Regions from separate parts of the Anas platyrhynchos genome. Here regions 1 and 2 are each linked to region 3. Evidence: chromatin contacts called from public Hi-C data. All regions are on one chromosome and are shown on one strand. Each heading gives the region's core, a stretch centred on a gene start, on an enhancer-like site or on the middle of the called end of the contact. The rest is flanking DNA. Distances are from core to core; before and after follow the strand shown.

Region 1 (2,947 bases), core at 161-2,660, 160 kb before region 3:
GCTGACCTGCTGCCAGGATGGCGTTACTCGGGGGTTGCTTCAGGGAATACCTCCCACTCCTCTTTCTGCTGCTGCAGCTGCCACCCCAACACTGAGGGCTGTGCTTTGGTCCCCTGAACGGAAAGAGTATCAGGGTAGAGGTTGTCTTATCTTGGAGCAAGGTGAGAGGTTTTCAGTGATCCTGGAAGCCCACGCAAGGGGCAGGGCGCTGTAGTGGGCACAGAACTGGGAGCAGCTCAAATCTGCCTGTTACAGAAGCTGTGATCTGGTAGGAGAGCAGAGCTCAGTGCCATAGGCAGATGTTTGAGATGAGGGATGTAGGTATCCCTGCAGTGGAGGAGGTGTGGGAACAGGAGGGCTCCCTGCCAGCTTGCCATGGCACCCTGGCCCTTCTCGTGATACCTGAGCAGGAGGGGGGCTGAGATGGGTCCTCGTGGCTGACCCAAGTGGTCCCTGCTGCCCTGAGCAGATCAAGAGCTCTCTGGCTCAGACTTTATGCCAACTGCCTGTCTGAGGGCACAAGGTGGCATTTCTGTTTCATTTAAGCATTGGCAACTTAATCATTGCTAGGCCGGACCTAGCACAGCCTTCGTTCAGGTTCTCAGGCAGGCGCTGTGTCGGGGTATCCTGTGCAGGTAGAGAGATACCGAAGCTGTTTGGGAGCGTGTGCTCTTCGAGACATCATTGCTCCTGTCTCTGAGAAGAGGTGGACAAACACGAGGTGTCTCACAGCCTGTCCCTAACTTTGGCTAATTACAAAGCACAAGTGGAGTCATCCCTCCCTGATAGGAAGACCTCCTCCGTTCCTATCAGCAGCTGGGTTATGTGGTGGGCTTTGGAAAACCGACCTAGCAGTGTTTTGGGTGTCAGGAGGGGGCTGCTGCTGGAGGCTTCTCTACTTGGTCACTGGGAAACATGCTGCTCCTGCAGCCTCCTCCATGGGCATTGCTGCTGCTGTGCACCACGTGTGCCTCATGTGAGAGCAGAGAAATCAAAGAAACACCAACAGAGAGGTCTAATTTCTCCAGAAAACCAGCTCCCTCTCCTTTGGGAACTTGATCTCTAAGGTATGTGGTGCCCACAGGACCCCTGTGCTGACACGAAGTGCCCGGCGTTACCTTGCTGGTGAGCCAGAGCTCCCCATCCCACTCCATTTGCAGGGAGCATCCCTCTACACTCCTCTTTCTCCTCTCTGTAGCAGAAGTAGCCGGAGCCAGGCACTATCCGTCTCCCCTGACTGTCAGCTCGGCAGCGAGGACGGCAGTATGACCGAAAAAGGTATTGTTAAGTAAAAGGGAGGCCGCGTCTGCAAGCCCGCATCTGAGCGGGGCGCTCATCCCATTATGTAACAGGGAGTGATCCTTTTTTGGAGCAGAAAGGAGAGGTGGGTGGAGAGGAGGCTTGCTGGGAGCCCAGGCAACCCTGGGGCCAAGGAGCGCTTCCAGCAGGCTCTGTGTGCCTCTCCCTGCCTGTAACCAAACCCTGCTCCGTGCCCCTCCTCTGGCCGGCTGCTGCTTCCCTTCCCTGGGCTGGGAATGGAGATCTCGCTCTCACCAGGAGGCTGCAACGGGAACCTGATGGCAGAGGGGGGTAGTTGGGGCTATTCTGGGCCCCGAGGGTGTTCGGGGAAAGAGCTAAAAAGCATTTGGAGAATCCGTGTGCTTTTTGGAGCCCGTGAGTCAAAGCGGCGTTAAAAATACATGGCAAGCATGCGAGCCACTCTGCGGCTGTGACCCCGCGCCCTGCCCTCGCTGTGTCCCTGGTGGCACGCTGGTCACTGGGTCAGGGTCCAGCAGGAGCCAGGTAGAGCCCATCCTGCCCTGCTGGGGCTCTCCGGGGTCTGCATCTCCTTCCAGCAGAGCCCAGGATTCTGGGGAGGATTTATATGTAGGTGCTTTTTCAGAGCGTGGTGCAGTGCAGGTCCAGGAGCAGAGCTGCTGGCTTCCCCTACCCGTGCATCACAAGAGAGCCACAGCAATGCAAACTGCCGAGCTGACAGAAGGGGACCCGTCACACCCCATAACCCCAGCGGTGGTGGCTGTGTATTTAGGGGAGCGCACATGCAGCAGGCAGCTTGGGGTGCTGTGTTCCACATTCAGATAAACACGAAGCACCCCTGCCTTCCCCAGGAGCTCAGCTGCTTGCCTTGCTGTTTGTTTTGAGTCACTGGTGCTCCTCCAGTCCTCTTCCTCAGCAAAGCAGCCTGCCAGGAGCTGGCAGGAACTGGCTACAAGAGCTGCTGTCCCCCAACAAGCAGTCTCCTCTTCTGAAATCACCATTCTTGAAGCAAGAATGGACTAGAGCCCTTGTGGGTGGCTGGGAATCCGTGTGGATTTGGAGAGATGATGCTCCAGCCCGTGAGACATAGCCAGAGACCCAGGGGCAGGCAGGAGGCAGGTTACAGATGGCCACCTGGCTTTTGTGGACACAGTTCCTTGCAAGTTCTAGCTGTTTCCCTATACATTGGCACCCAGGGGGCTGGATGGCTTTGCCAAATTCTAGTTTTCCTCATGGGGCTTCCTCTCCAGCTCTGGCTCTGCACTCACACAACGCTCAGGCTGCTGTCCCTGCCTGTGGTGCGTCGCCTCTGCTGGCACGAGGGGGAGCTGCCGGCTGTCTGCAGGGTGTGCAGGTAGGCAGCAGGGCAGAGCAGGGCTGTTCAGTGCTGCAGGGCCCCAGTGCTGGAGCCTGCAGGGCTGTGGGCTATTCCAGGATGCCTTTCCAGTGCAGTCTAGGATATTCAGTGCATTTTCAAAGTTGCATGTTCATTCACCGCATGCACTAGTGGTGGCAGTTCAGCAACGTGGCTGGTTTCTTTAGCCCTGCTGCCAGGGGCTTGCTCGCTGGGCTTACAGCCACCTCCAGCCCCTCCAGGTGAGAGCATCCCGGACCAGCTTCCATTGCCTGTGATCAACAAGGGTCCTGGGTCATCAGCCGAGCAGCACTG
Region 2 (3,186 bases), core at 441-2,940, 130 kb before region 3:
TGGCACCAGCACCGGCAGATAAGATGGCACCAAGAGGTTTTGCAATCCGTCAGCCCTCTGGACTGTTCCGGGGAACAGCTTCAGAAGGACCAGATTTCATCACCATGTGAATTTAGAAAGGGGTTGCAGCAGGGGAAGAAATTCCTTGGGAAGGAGCAGGGACAAATCCCCCCCAGCCCTGCGCTGAATCGGTTAAAAGTGCCAGCTTCCAAACCGCAAGTGCTACAAGCCTTGCAGCCACTGTCAGCATTGCAAACACAGCATGTTTGCAGCAAGCATCCTCCTGAAGCAGCCTAAAACTGCCAGAGAAGCTGGCATTTTAGGTTAAACTGCCCGTAGGGTTGTCACTGGCAGGCCCCAGCACCGCAGCAGCAAGTGGCGGATGGCGACACCTCCCTTTGAACATCTCTTGAAAGCCCGCAGCCCTTCAGCTGGTTCTTCTGAAATAAATTTAGCAAAACCAGGTAGTTCCTGAGGTAATGTACCGGGGGTTCCTGCATACCCTGTGGCAGCAGTTCTGAGCTCCCAGATCCAGATTTGCCTGCCTGGAGGACAAACCCTTGCCTGCGCGCTGTCCTGGCGGGGACCCCAGCGGCTGTGGATGGATTTGGGGTGCGCAGGGAGCGGGCAAGCGGTGCCCAGGAGCAGTTTCTCCAAAATGCAGCTGGGATGCGTTGGGTGGGGAAGCAGGGAAGCTGCAGGGGCTGGTTTTGACTCAGACCTCTCCAAATCCTCGTCCCCATCCCTCCTCGCCTGCAGAAGCCGCCAGAGGGAGCTTTGGGGCCGTCCCTTCCATTTTCCCCCCAGCCAGGCAGAGGCACGAGGTGGTGCTGTTGTCTCAGCCATCTCAGAGCCTCCGAGGGACAGGGGACAGCCCCTGGGGACAGGGGGACACTGGTGAGCCCCGCCGTGCCACCACACCGCCCAGCGAGCTGGAGCCCTGCGCAGGACGGGGTCCGGCTCCCAGGTGATTTTTCTTCCCCCTAATTTGAACCCGGTTCCAGTCCTTCACCGTGAACCCAGGGCTCTGGGAGGCTTTTCCCAGGAAAACTGGACGAGATGTGTGCCTGCAAACACGGTGTCACATCCAGGTGTGCCCCATGTCCCAAGATAATGTCCTGCCCATAGGGCTGAGTGGTCTGTGTTCCTGAGGGTTATGGGGTTTATTAGAGGCAAAATATAGTCTCATGGTTTTCTGCAGAGACACCAGCCTCGTGGTGCAATGTCTTGGGGTGGGGAGATGGGGAAAAGAAAATAAAGGGGTGGGGGTGTCCCCATCCCGGGGGCAGCAGCTCAGCCAGGTGATGGGGACGCTCTGGCTCGCGCCCCTCAAGCAGAAGCTCCAGCCTGGGCTTGAAGGCGACTTTCCCATGAAGGATTCCCTAAACTGGTATGTTCCCACAAAGGGCTTTGATTTCAGTGTATCGGCATTTTCCGATGAGAAACCAGCTCATCGGAAAATTCCCGACGAGCAAAGAGAAACTCCCCGGCGTATCGGGGAAGGATCCTGTCCCATGCGGAAGAAATTTAATACCGGTGGCGTCTCGAGGCTGTGGGTAAAGCACGAAGCAGTGCAGCCAGCGCTGCTCATGGAAACCGTGAAGCCCTGCAATTGAGCAGTACCAGCTTTGCTCTCGGTAACCCACTGCCTGTTTTCCCAGCACTTTTGGTCCTTCTCCATCAGCAGGGTGTCGGTGCTCTCCGTGCAGGCAGAGGGTGCAGCGTGCAAGCGTTTCCAGACCAGTGGCAGCACAGAGAGACCTGCCGGGGAGCTGGAGGCAATGGAGAGCAAGCTGAAGCCTTGGTTCACCCTGCCTTGGAGAAGGGTCTTGAGCTAAGGGGGCACCTGAGATCATGTGAGAATCGGAGATAAGCACGTTAGCAGCTTCCAAATGGAGCTGGGTGGTGGCTGGTGGTCACACGTTCCCAGCTGGTCCCTTGCTTGGAGAAAATATTTGTGTGCGCTATGGAGACAGCTCTCCTGTTTGAGTTTGGCAGCCCTCTAGAACGATAGCATGGCAGGCTCTTGCCTCCACGAGGGCTCTTTGCGATGGACCATGGAGAGGGTGGGCCCTGAGCCACCCTTGGCAGGTGCCTGCCTCGGTGCTTCGGGGCTGGAGGAGCCTGAGCTGGGGCTCTGGCAGCATCAGCACCTTGCGGCAGCCCGAGAAGTGCCACCAGGGTTTGCTGAGACAGGGAATAAAGCAGGCCAGGATATCTAGCTAGGACAGCTAGCCCTGACATCTTAGGGCCTTCTGCTTTTAAAAGTAGACCAACATTTAGTTCCTATTGCTTCTCTTCTGTGATTAAGCTCAGGCATCCTCACAGAAGTACCCACTCGCTGCTCACTGCCTGCACCCATTGTTGAGGCTGCAGGGCGAGCGCTTCACCTCTCAGAGCCGGACCTCACACGCTCGGTATCCTCAGCGGGACAGAAGCAATCAAAAAAGAGACCTGAAACCATAATTAGGGTTATTTAATCCACCTCTCGTTGCCCAGGGGCTCCTCGTCCTACCCTGAGCTAAATTCTTTTGCCGTGCATCAACTCCAGGGGAATTGCACAAGAGCAGAGGACAAACTCCAGCCACGAGACTTCTCCAGGGCTTTGTCCAGCCTGGCTTCAAACGATTCCCCCGAGAGGGCTTTCAGCAGCCCTTGTGGGATACTGTACCAGCGCCTGCCCCATCCCTGATGGGAATTGTGCCTCCCTTCCCTGGCAGGCACTTCGTCTGGGCTCGAAGGCTTCCTTCGCCCCGCGCCTTCTCCTGGTGGTTGTCTCTGCGGCGGAGGTTAGCGAGTCCCTTTGTGAGGCCTGCACTTCTCAGATGTTATGTCTGGAAGTTTGCTCTGTTTTTTTGGCTAGGGGGCCCAGGGTCTGGAAGTAGAGAGGCTTTTATGGGAACCCAAGTCCCCTTTTGACACTACTTCCTTGTGCTTAAGTTTCAGGTTGAGTTACAGACTTGAGCATTTTCTGGTTGGATATCTTTCATTGTCAAAGGGGATTAGGCCAGTGATTATTTACAAGCACCTCTATTACACAGAGTCTGTTTCTTTTCTTTTTCTTTTTTTTTTTTTTTCCCATGTAGTTCTACATAATATGTAAACGTTGACTAAAGCAGTCCCGGAGATGGGGGAAAGAGCGAATGAGGTTCCTGCTATGCCAAGTGAAACGGGGAGATGGAGCTG
Region 3 (3,323 bases), core at 778-3,277:
CCACGAGAAATTCCAGCTACTGTTTGCAGCGAGAGCCGCTAATGAAAACCAGCGGTGCCTTAAAGCTAAGAGGCAGGCATGTCCTCCAAGATCAAAGATGCGGCAAGGGGAGCGGAAAGCCGGGAATAAATTGCATCCTGTTGGAGAGACGTGCCCTGCATCGCCTGCAGCCTTACCTGTCCTAGTTCAGCGCAGGGGCACCCCTCTGCCTCGGAGCCGCGTGCCTGCGCAGGCTCCTTCAGCGGGCTTTGGGGCTAGAGGAGACAGAATTGAGGCTCACTTTTGGCTGCTAGCCCCGATTTGTGCTTTCCTGCCGATTTTCAAATGCAAATGTGAACTATGAAAAAGCCCCTCCAGCTGCAGCCGGGCGGCCGGGGGAGAGCAGCCAAGGCCGGGTGTTGAGGGAGCACATTTGATACGCAGCCCTGGAGAGATGTCCCAGACCGAACCACACCGTGCCTGGGGTTGCTTTCTTTTTTTTTTTTTTTTTTTTTTTTTTTTTTGCTTTACTTCTTATTTCCTCCCCTCTCCTCCTACAGTCACAGAAAACCGCACTTTAAAAAGACAAGAAGTAATCAGAGCCTTGGCCCCGGGGTAGCGCTGCTATTTAGAGCCACTGCTGTGTTTACTATATAGGTAGGGATGTGGCTTTTAAGTGGAGGTAAGAATAGAAAGGCAGATGTAAATACATCCTCTGTAAAGGGTGCGCCTTCACCCTACACCCCGCTGCCCAGCTGTGGCTGGGACTCTGATTTCCCAGCTACAGGGAAGCAGGAATCCCAAGGTGCCAAATGCTGCTTCACCATTTCAAGTCTTTTTAGGATCAGGCTAAGGGGGTAAAAAGCCCACAATTTCAAAGAGCTGATCCTTGGGCTTGTATCCACTGCATGGTTAAGGCACAAACCCAGCTCTGAGTGTGTGCTACGCCCCATAGAAGGTTTAGGAAATCAGGACAGGGAGCAGGATGGGACCTGCCACCATCCCAGGATATCTCCGTGCTGTACCAAGCATGCTCCAAAAGCCAGGAATCTCATGAACTAATGGGGAAGGAGGGCTAAAGAGGAAAGAAGGAGTAATCTATAAGGAGCAGTTTCCCTTGCTCCATTACAGCCGGGTTGTTCCTGGTGCTAAGCAGGTTCCCAGCCAGGGACAGCGTGCTTCTGCCCATCTCCCGACGCTTGCCACCTCCGTACTCGTGGCAGTGGCCACCGGGTTTTGTGGGCTGAGACCTGTAGGATTTCCACTGACAGCAGGGAAATATGGATGGGGAGACAAAATGGATCCGAAAGGGGGACATCCAGGTGTTTAACGAAGTCACACTTCCCCCTGACCCCAAAATGCACAGCGGGAGCTGGCTGCATTATTTTATTCTTGTAGGTATTTCCCAGAAGTCTGATTTAGCCCCTGGAGCCCATTGCTTTATTCCAGCCTGAGCAAACCCCATGTGGCCCCAGCTGTTCAGGGCATGGAAAACCTCCTGCGTTTGTCACTGCCGCAGCTTTCCCTGGGGCCCAAAATCCTCTGTCCCTGGCAAAGTAAAAGATGCAGGAACCACGGAGCCAAACGCCCCGGGGCACCTCCTGCCTTGCAGGCGCTCCCCATAGCAAAGCCCTGGTGCTTTCCAGCCCTGTCCAGAGGAGCAATCGAAGGGACCCCCAGGAAAACCGGGGGGAGGACGTGGCCACCTCTGGCACCCCTCGGGGGCAATTTGCCCCGTGGCGGGGGAAGAAGCGGCTGCAAGAGCCCAGCGGGGACAGGACCCTGCACCCCCTGCTGCTGGGGCGAGCAGGATCAGGCCCCGGCTGCGGGCGGGCAGCGGCTGGGCCGAAGGGGTTAACGCTGGGAGAGTAACAGGCTGGAGTTGACACTTGGAGGCAGGCGGGGCTCCCGGCGCCTGATTGGCCTCAAACCCCATCCAAAAGTGCTTTTTTTTTTTTTTTTTTTTTTCTGCTTCTTCTTCTTTTTTTTTTTTTTTTTTTTTTTTTCTCTTTCACTTCTCCTCCTCCCCCAGCCTCTGGCTGGCAGGGGAGGGGAGCGGGGAACAGCGAGAGATCAAAAATAAACCTCTTATGTCAAAGCCGGGGGGAGAAAGTATAAATACAGCGGGCTCCGCAGCCGCCGCGGAGCAGCCGTCGCGGGGCCGGGCAGCGGGAGCCCGGCGGGGCCGGGCCATGGGGCGGCGGGCGCTGCTGGCCGGCCGGGCCCCGCTCCACCTGCTGCTGCTGTGCCACGCCTGGGCGCTGCCTCCGCCGCCCCGCGAGGCTCAGCCTCCGCCGGCCCGGGAGGCTCAGCCGGTGCTGCCCGCCCGCCTGCCCGCCCCGTCGGGGCAGCTGGCGCTGCGGCTGGCCGCCTTCGGGCGAGCCGTGGTGCTTCGCCTCCGGCCCGACGCCTCCTTCCTCGCCCCTCGCCTCCGCCTGCAGCGCCTGGGAGGAGGTCGGAGGCCGCCGGGCCGCGCCTCGCCCCGCCGGGGCTGCTTCTACTCGGGCACCGTCGAGGGGCGCCCCGATGCCCCCGCCGCGCTCAGCCGCTGCGGGCCGGCCGCCGGGCTCCGCGCCGCCTTCCTGCTCGACGGGGCGGCCTACGAGCTGCTGCCGCTCGGGACGCCCGCTCCCGGCCCTCCCTGGCGCCGCTTGCACCGCCTCCAGCGCCGCGCCGCCCCGACGGCCGCCCCGACGGCGGCCCGGCCCCGGCCCCCGGCAGCCGCCGGCCCCGCGGAGCCGCTCCGGAGGCCCCGGCGCTTCGTGTCCGAGGCGCGCTACGTGGAGACGCTGCTGGTGGCCGACGCCTCCATGGTGCGCTTCTACGGGGAGGACGTGGAGGTAAGGGCTGGAGCTGGCCCCCCGCCCCATCCCCGGCCCCATCCCGCTGTGACCCTTCCCTTCTCCATCCCCACCACCTCCCCTTCCCTCCTGTCCCCATCCCTCTGTCCCCCCCCCCAGCCCCTCATCGCTCCCCGGTGTCCCCACCCGTGCCATGTCCCGCTCCCACTCGCCCCCCTGTTGCTGCCAAGGCACGGAGGGGAGCCCAGCACGGCGGGGAGCCCGTGTGCCCCCCACCCGGTGCTGCACCCCGGGGTCCTCGGGGGGTCTGGAGCCAGCAAGGGGTGGCCCCCTCCCACCCCGGAGCCTGGTGGGGCAGGGACAGGCAGGGACTGCTGGCGGTGGGCTGGGGACCTGCGCTCCGTCCCCACCCTTGCTTGCTCTGTAGGAGCCAAAAGTCCCTGGGCAAAGGCTGCAGGGGAGTTCAGCTGGTGTTGGGGACCCTTTCCAGAGCCGGCACCCACCCCATGCATCTGCCCAGGCTGCACACTGCAGTGTCCCTCG

What was found. Hi-C and Micro-C count contacts between places; a contact is called where the count stands out from the background.
Region 1: a Hi-C map of skeletal muscle shows a contact between it and region 3, with 5 times the contacts expected there. The contact joins the enhancer-like site here to the promoter of ADAMTS8 in region 3. A contact is called at or near these places in 2 of 8 Hi-C or Micro-C datasets (skeletal muscle and subcutaneous adipose tissue).
Region 2: a contact with region 3 is called in a Hi-C map of F5 follicle, with 3 times the contacts expected there. The contact joins the enhancer-like site here to the promoter of ADAMTS8 in region 3. A contact is called at or near these places in 7 of 8 Hi-C or Micro-C datasets (F1 follicle, F5 follicle, liver and 3 more).

What each region holds. Positions count from the first base shown.
Region 1 is chr25:4,769,179-4,772,125 of IASCAAS_PekinDuck_T2T, reverse strand. The region is part of intron 8 of SNX19 (sorting nexin 19); the gene reads left to right. Among named protein-coding and RNA genes, the nearest start is that of SNX19, 12 kb to the left of the region's middle. Within about 2 kb of position 1,410, at least 1 of the 8 cell types and tissues checked has an H3K27ac peak or open chromatin away from gene starts, as enhancers often do. A contact at or near this core is called in subcutaneous adipose tissue, where this site is marked.
Region 2 is chr25:4,746,350-4,749,535 of IASCAAS_PekinDuck_T2T, reverse strand. No RefSeq gene overlaps it. Among named protein-coding and RNA genes, the nearest start is that of SNX19, 34 kb to the left of the region's middle. Within about 2 kb of position 1,690, at least 1 of the 8 cell types and tissues checked has an H3K27ac peak or open chromatin away from gene starts, as enhancers often do. A contact at or near this core is called in F5 follicle, where this site is marked.
Region 3 is chr25:4,613,319-4,616,641 of IASCAAS_PekinDuck_T2T, reverse strand. It overlaps ADAMTS8 (ADAM metallopeptidase with thrombospondin type 1 motif 8), which reads left to right and starts at 2,027. Exons shown (of 9, transcript XM_027444238.3): 1 at 2,027-2,819. The coding sequence starts at 2,070.